2 separate regions of the Gasterosteus aculeatus genome follow, and region 1 is linked to region 2. The links are chromatin contacts, called in public Hi-C maps. All regions are on one chromosome and are shown on one strand. Each heading gives the region's core, a stretch centred on a gene start, on an enhancer-like site or on the middle of the called end of the contact. The rest is flanking DNA. Distances are from core to core; before and after follow the strand shown.

Region 1 (3,859 bases), core at 1,120-3,619, 62 kb before region 2:
GCGAAAGCACGTGTACAGCGCACTCACGTGGATATTAAGAGTGGAACGTAAAATGTGTTAGCTTCAGAGACTCTTTTCTCATGCCAAGTGATGGTTGGCGAAGTCCTGGTTTTGCAAAACTTTATGCGCCATCTCGCGCCCCCTCTTCCACAAAACAAGCTCATTGATAGCAGGTTTGTGCTGCATCCCAGCGGGCCGTCAATGGTCATAATTACTCCCTTTCTCATCCATACTATTGTATGCCTTAAATTGAACAGGTGTTCCTAATAATCCTTTAGGTGAGTGTATATGTATATAAATCAAGTGCGGAGTAGGGTGATTATCTTGTTTTACCATTTCATTTTTGTTTTACCAGATGAGAAGGGATGCAGGTTAAAGACAATTAGCCAGAAGATGTGCACGGTTTGAACAAAGCCTTCCTGCTCGCTAAGAGGCCACGTTTGACGTCCCCCCCCTTGACATGTAACGCAATCTTTTAAATAAAAAAAGAAACAGTATGTACATCACATATAGATGACATCAACTTATAACATTTACATCCACATTTCTTTCAAATAAAAAAATATATAGCATGCAATATATATTATTTTCTGTATTAAGGTTGGATAAATCTTAACGTGAATGTTTAGAATTTGCCACGTGAGCAGATGCTATTATAATCATTGGCTTTAACGGGGATAACTGATTGGAGGACCATATGTCGTAAAGATCAGTTTTCTGATATGGCATCAGTTGACACTGTAAACTCCAGTACAGATCTGGACAGCGTTAGTGGTCCACAGAATGACAGAAGTACCTCCAATGACTGATGAAAAACAGAGCTTTCTTACAGTCACATCACTTGAGCTACAGCGTAGAACTGACCTCCCAAGAACACTTACTGTGAACTAGAAGGGAGATATGCAGCGTATACAATACATTTAAACCTACCTGGTTGCATTCACATGGTTTCACACAAAGATACAAGGGTGGGCGCATTGTTTAATTAATGCCAACAATGGTTTTAGCTGGTTACTTAGTGCTCAACCACTTTACTCTGACAGGGATACTTTCTACTGAACATAGATAAAGATGAATACAGATCATTGATAGATAGACTGTTGTGCTGCTCCCTGGTAAATGTTAACCTAGTAGTTATATTATGATTGAGGAGGGTAACTTTTCTATAACATCTAGATCAATTGTTAATGCTCTGGCAAGAGCAAATAGCTTTGTTTTTCTATTTGATTACATTCATTTTTTAATTTAGTACAATATGAGATTTACAAGAAATTTAACTGCTACTGTGTAAATACTGCACTAAAACAGTTGCGTAATACACTACTTTTGAATTAATGATAGAATTTTGCACCTTACAATGAGATTAAATAGTGGAGATTCTTGCTATTCAAAAAGTAATGTTATCAGTGCAGCTGACGACACAAATAGCAGTCTTTTGTTGCTGGTAGGCCTGCACATGGCTATGGTATGGACTACTATTTGGTCAGGGTTTGCTATTGCTGCTTCAGTGACACAAATGTCTTGTGTGTCATATAATCAATGTGTAGTTTTTTGATTCTCCTATAAATAACACGTCAAGGTCATACTGGGAAGACTAGAATAACCGTCTGGTTCTGCTTTGCAAGTGATGACACTTGTGGCTTACAGTGTGCCTTAATATAGATTCCAGAGGGGAAAACTAAAAATCAAAGCCAGTTTATTTGAAATCCTCAGCCTGCCCACTACTGTCCTGCTCAGACAATGGCCGAACGAGTATCTGAACGTAGTTTCAGGGTGTTTGCAGAGAAACCCAAACTAAGCCTCCCACAGTTTGTACCATCCTTTGTGTGTAAGGATGCAGGAATGCATTACACAAAAACAATTCTGTGGTTTATCTGCAGAACATGTTGCAGGCATTCACGTTGATCTGGAAAAATGGTTGAGTCACTGTGCCATCCTGGTAATGAACCTTGCTGTCTTGTTGCTTAAAATAGAATGACGAGCATGGGGAATTCTTCATTTCAGCAATGCTTTCAACCGCATGAGCAAATCCAAACTTTTCCCCTCTGACAAAGAGCAAAACTTTTTTCTTCTCTTTTTCACTGGTTGTTGTCCAAATGCATTGCGAGGGCAACGCAACAGTAATGGTTTAAAGCATCAACATTTGTGTGAGCAAATGGAAGTCAGAGGCATGAACTGCACAGACAAAAACAAAAAGGCCAAAAGGAATGCATTCGCTATACCAACTCAAACAAATTCTACTTTTCTCTACATGACACGACAAACACGCCCCATCTTTGTTTTTGTTCTGCAAGCTATAGCACATATGGGGTGTGCTGAAATCCTGACTTTGCGAGCCAGAGACAGAGCATGTAAACAGTATGAAAAGGTCCTGCACTCCCAAAGAAGGACTTTTGTTCCAGCGTGAACAGGTTCTTGGCTCCCTCCCTTTGAATGACGGATTGGATAGTCAAAACTCTTTATCTGGCATGGCCTGCAGAAAAATAGAACAATATTGGGCGCTGTCAATTTGTCAGGGTATTCCATTACGTTACAATGTCGAGGATCGGATTTAAATGTGAGCTGAGTCATTTGAGTTTGCAAAATACGGTTTCTTAAATATCGTCTAATACCGGTCAGTAAGCCTAAGGGTTGCTTGAGCTCATAGGTTATGTAAAATATTTTTTTAAATCGCATTAACACATGCCTCAATTAGTGGGAACATTGAGTCAACCGCATTGCCCAGTTGCTGTGACAAAGGCGTATCACCCGGTAACTTCACAAAGGCCGTAACATCCAGGGTTTTTTAAAAGCTCATTATTTCCTCATGTCATTTTAACTTGTTATTTTTCCTTCATTGCGCTGACAGGGATAACATACAACCATGTTTATACCAGGCCATGGTTGTGAATACCGTGTAATCAGATAAACTAAATTACAGTAAGTAAAGATTAACCGGATTGCTCCACATTAGCAGCATCAATCCGAAGCAGTAATATGATTTCATGTCTGTGCAAACTATGGCAAATTCCTCGTTATTGAAAACACACTCCGCAGTAAACCTTTTTCAGATTGTGGTCACAAACTCTCCTCTGACAGTGGTGCAGTCAACCTGTTTGACGAACACCTAAAACGCTAACAATGTCTATTCAAAGATTTATTTCTACTGAGTCGATTAGACTCGCCCACTCAACACTTACTCATCATCCTGTCACCCCACACACACACACACACACTTAATACAAAGCATTTGTTTTGAAATGCATTAGGAGTTCCACAACTTTCCTCAAAGAAATCTGTTGATAAATTAAAGTAGATTAAGGCCGCGTTATAACAGCCCCACCATGTCGGATGTGCTACTCGCCCGTTTCAGTCCCCATGAGTCCATTAAACGAGACCCTCATTCAGTAGGACATTTTTTGATTCTCTTTTGACTGTAAAGGCCCACAGGAAAGAACATATTCAGAATGTAATAGGGAATTTTCTATTGATGCACAACAGGTTTAACTAACAAATGTGTCCTTGAACTTTCACCAATTTGTTGAAATATATATATGTCAAGTACATTCGTGTAGTCTGTTTTGTTTTATGGGTGAGTAGACAGTGAAAGATCTCGTCAGTCAAGATACTGACGAGATCTTTCATCAATGGTCATATTTCACTATGTCGTTTTTTGTTGTTGCTATGGAGATATTCTTTGTTATGATACACACTAATTTCACAATAACCCTTCATCACTGTCAGAACTACAGTATTTGCCAGGTATTGCTGCCACAGCACCAGGTGTAGCACGCTGCCTGGAAAACAAGCTCCAAGGAGTTTATGATGGTCAGTAAAGCAACATCTGTAGTGGGTTTTTTTCACTTTACATCCGATAAAT
Region 2 (3,992 bases), core at 518-3,017:
GCTCTGAAAAAGAGGAAACGTCTGTCTGATCCAGATGTTTATGGTTGAATGCAAAAGTTGGGAAGTGATAAGCATGGATGAAGACGTGTAAGAGAAACCGGAGGAAAAGCCATGGAAATAAAAAATAAAAAAAGAGTCAAGATATGTAAACGGTGGTTCTGGAACCCTTCGACATCCTCTGTAAACCAATTTTTAAACAATCATGGCTGAATTGAAGTAAAGGAAACACTAAACATGTGCCACACTAATGCTGTGGTGAAAACAAATCACATTTCTGAGAGCTATTACAAAGACATTTTGAAACGCCCATTATAATGCAATTTCATGTAAGTGAGATTAAGCATTTATACGGTCACTAGTTCCATGTAGAACACTTTTGGTTTTGAATAAATACTTCAGTAGCTCTATTTATAGATCCATGTGTACCTTTGTAACAGCAACATGCCCTCTACACCGTGCTATTGCTGCTCTGACAGCATATTCATTGCGTCGATTCTTCGAGTTCCCAAGTCTACTGAGGTGGACATGTGAGTCGACTGCTGTGCACAGTTTATCATTGTTAACAGTGCCTTCTAGTGGTCAACTGCTAAACCAAGTTGAGAGTAAATCATCTCCCTGTGGAGGTACAAATGATAGCCGCGTTCAGGGAGTGGCCGCGTGGACGTGAATGGATGTGAGAAGGACAGGCAATATACAGCTTCCTGACACGACGCTATTACTTAAGGACGAAAATCTGCCCTGAAAGCAGCAGAGATGGAAATAACAGCCCTGGATGGGCTGATTTAGAGGGCATATGCGGTGCAGGCACGCAGAGCACACGCTGAAGCAATCAGGCATTATTCTGAATATAGGCTATAAAATAATAGGCCCGCTTGCATTTAACTTGTCAGGTTGATGCTTCAAATCTCGAAATCCTTTCCCCTCTTTTACTCTTGTTTGTCTTTCTTCTGGATCACATGACTCTCTCTCTCTCAGTGTGTGTGTGTGTGTGTGTGTGTGTGTGTGTGTGTGCGTGTGTGAGAGGGACAGAGACAGAGATGCTAGTGGATTTTGCTTCTGGCTACAATTACACGTAGGATGTCCAATGGAAGCAACAGGTGCAGACTAGGTGAGTTATGGTCCAGGGTAAGTGTCCCTGCGCGTGTCATCTCCACAGGAAAACCAACCGGAAGAAGAGATATAGAAAAGCTGTAGATGTATCAAAAATATATGGTACAAATAACTGCAAGTCTATGTTTGTGTCCTAACCTGTAAATAAGTGAATGATTCCATAGGAGACATTTGGTCTTTCTGGTGCTTTTGGAAAAAAACGTAAATGCAAAGCATCCTTTTAGATTTCCCTTTGATGCTTTTCCTTACTAAGTATATTCCTTTCAATCCATCATAATGGATGTATGGATGCATGACTCCACCAGAGTTACCAACAAATTATTTTTCACCAACCAGAAAGAATGATAAAGTAAAAAAAAATATTTCCCCAAAAATGGAAGTTAAAAATGTTTTTATTTTCACCAAATTGAAATATACATGTTATTTGTGATTTTTGTGTTATTTCTTACATTGTGGGCCCCTCTGCAAAGAGACTCTCTAATCATGGACGTTTTCCAAGATTACAAGAATCTTCTCAAAAACCGTATTGAAAAAAAAAAAGATACTTTTTTGATGTAGCTGCATGGATTATGTGCGCGGTACTATAAACGTCACCTCCTGCAGCGTGGAGCCCTCTAAACATGCGCCGTGGAGAGCGTGGAGCTGCAGCTGCAGACAGTGAAAGCCCGCAGGTCTCCCCGGTGCTGTGCGCGCTTGGATGAGGGCTGCCTTTGCTCTCTCCGCTGTTGCCTCTTGCTACTCGGCATCAGCTCAGCCTTCAGGGCGAGAGCAAGAAGTAGAAGCAGAAGAAAGAAGAAAAAAAAAAAAAAAAGAAGAAAAAAAAAAGTTTGGCCGCCTGCCAAGTCGTGGAACAAGTGCGCCTCCCTCCCTCGCTGTTTTGCATAGCATATTCAGTTAGGGGTTTGGGCTCGGCTGTTTTTAAAAGGCAAGGCAGCTCTCCAGTTGATCAGTCTGCTCAGGAAACTTCTGCTGGAGAAAGTACTGGAGCCCAAACTGAAGGGGAGAGAAGTTGAGGTTTTGTGCAAAGAATTTCTTTACGCTTGCAGAGGACATCTCTAAGGGGGAGAAAAAAATCACAAATATATATTTTTTTTCCAGTTGCAGTTGATTTGAACTGTTTTTGCAGGGTGCACGGCGCAGAGCCTCCGTTAATTAATGTGTTTTAAGCAAATAGCAACACTCTTGGATAAAGACTCCTGGCTTTAGCTTTAAAAAAAAAATCGGATTATCTGACTGAGGCATTGTGCTTAGACCAGTCTACTTTTGTTCCCCCTCCTCTTCGCATTTGAGGTTTATGCTTATAACTGAAGAGAACACCAACAATGTTTCTGAGTCTCTGCCTCTTGGTGACATTTATCTTGGGACTGTCCGGGTGCTTGGGCTCATACGTGCCGTGCGAGCCTTGTGACCAGAAGGCGCTGTCCATGTGCCCTCCGGTCCCGGTCGGCTGCCAGCTGGTCAAGGAGCCGGGCTGCGGCTGCTGCCTTACGTGCGCCCTATCCGAGGGACAGGCGTGCGGCGTGTACACCGGGACGTGCACCCAGGGCCTGCGCTGCTTGCCGAGGAGCGGCGAGGAGAAACCCCTGCACGCCCTTCTCCACGGCAGGGGAGTGTGCACCAACGAGAAAGGATACAAACCTGCCCACCCGCCCATAGGTAAGACGCGCACCGGCTGCCCGGGCTCAATGCATGCGTCGGGATCGACTTGGGAATGTGTGTTCGGCTGCCGGATGTAAATATAATATATATATAATATATATTTTTAAGCGTCGTTTAGATTGGGGACAGCAGTGCGTGATATATCTTGTCCCATGGGGGGTTCCACTGTGTGCTGCTGCGGGATTGCGCCCATAGCGGGAAATACACAAACAACTAGAATCGAGGTTACTTCACGATTATACCTATTTACCCCCCCACAGCAAGGTGAAATTACATGTATTTATGTCATACGTTTGCCAGATCCAGGAGGGGGTGGGGGGTCCTGGGTCTCCGGGTGGGGACTGTAGGAGAAGCGGTACCCGCTGCTCTCTGACGGAGCGCCTGTTTGACAGATGGTTTGAGGGGGCCGTCTGATTAACTTGTATCCACCGCCTCGATTAAACTGCCCCCCCCCCCCCCCTCTCCCCCCGAACCCACCTCCCCCCACCCCCCATGAGCTTAAAACACTCCTCCTTCCCCTCGTGACACGAACGCGCCGTCGGCCGAGCGCCCTGCGGGCTCTGCGTTCTGGGCTGGAGCGGCACCGTCGTGTTGAACGCTGGTCGCAGTCGCCGCACACACGCACGGCGACCAGGCTTTTTTTTCTCCTCTGCTGCGGTAACAACGCACATGATGCCCCCCCCCCGTCCCCGTCCCCGTCCCCAACCCCGCGGTTGGAGTCGTGTCTCCGGTGCGGGGACAGTGGGTGTCAAACTGCGGTGTATAGCGATGAGCAGCGCACTGCCTCCACAAAGATCCGGGCAGTTAAACAAAAAAAAAGCAGTTCCGTTTTATCTCTAAGGGACACTAAGGAGACACGTGACACAGTTCAGTTCGTCTCATTTCCACTCTTGTAACAAGTGTCTGTCCCACGCGCGCGCGCAGGAGCGCATCACGCTTTTCTACCTCTTTTCTATTCTTCTTCTGCCTTTTTGAATTATCATTCGCACCTTGACGTCAGACAAATCGGGAATAAGCAACAGGATTCCACTCCGCGACAAAACCCCAAAAAAAGAGAGAAAAAAAGCGCACGGCATCTTGTTAAAGCGGAATGCAGATCGATTTAGGGCTGCAAGCTGCCGCGAGCGTTGCGTTCAGAGTCGGATTACCGCTAAATCTGTATGCGTGACAGAGACTCAGAGAGAGAGAAAAAAAGGAAAAGTCACGGAGACAGTTAGACGAGG

The links. A called contact is a pair of places that touch in the nucleus more often than the background predicts.
Region 1: a contact with region 2 is called in a Hi-C map of tail fin, with 1.6 times the contacts expected there. The contact joins the enhancer-like site here to the promoter of igfbp5b in region 2. A contact is called at or near these places in 3 of 6 Hi-C or Micro-C datasets (skeletal muscle, tail fin and whole body).

What each region holds. Positions count from the first base shown.
Region 1 is chr16:6,414,356-6,418,214 of fGasAcu3.hap1.1, reverse strand. No RefSeq gene overlaps it. Among protein-coding and RNA genes, the nearest start is that of LOC144388837, 18 kb to the right of the region's middle. Within about 2 kb of position 2,369, at least 2 of the 9 cell types and tissues checked have open chromatin away from gene starts, as enhancers often do.
Region 2 is chr16:6,352,036-6,356,027 of fGasAcu3.hap1.1, reverse strand. igfbp5b (insulin-like growth factor binding protein 5b) reads left to right here and starts at 1,767. Exons shown (of 4, transcript XM_040201921.2): 1 at 1,767-2,766. The coding sequence starts at 2,433.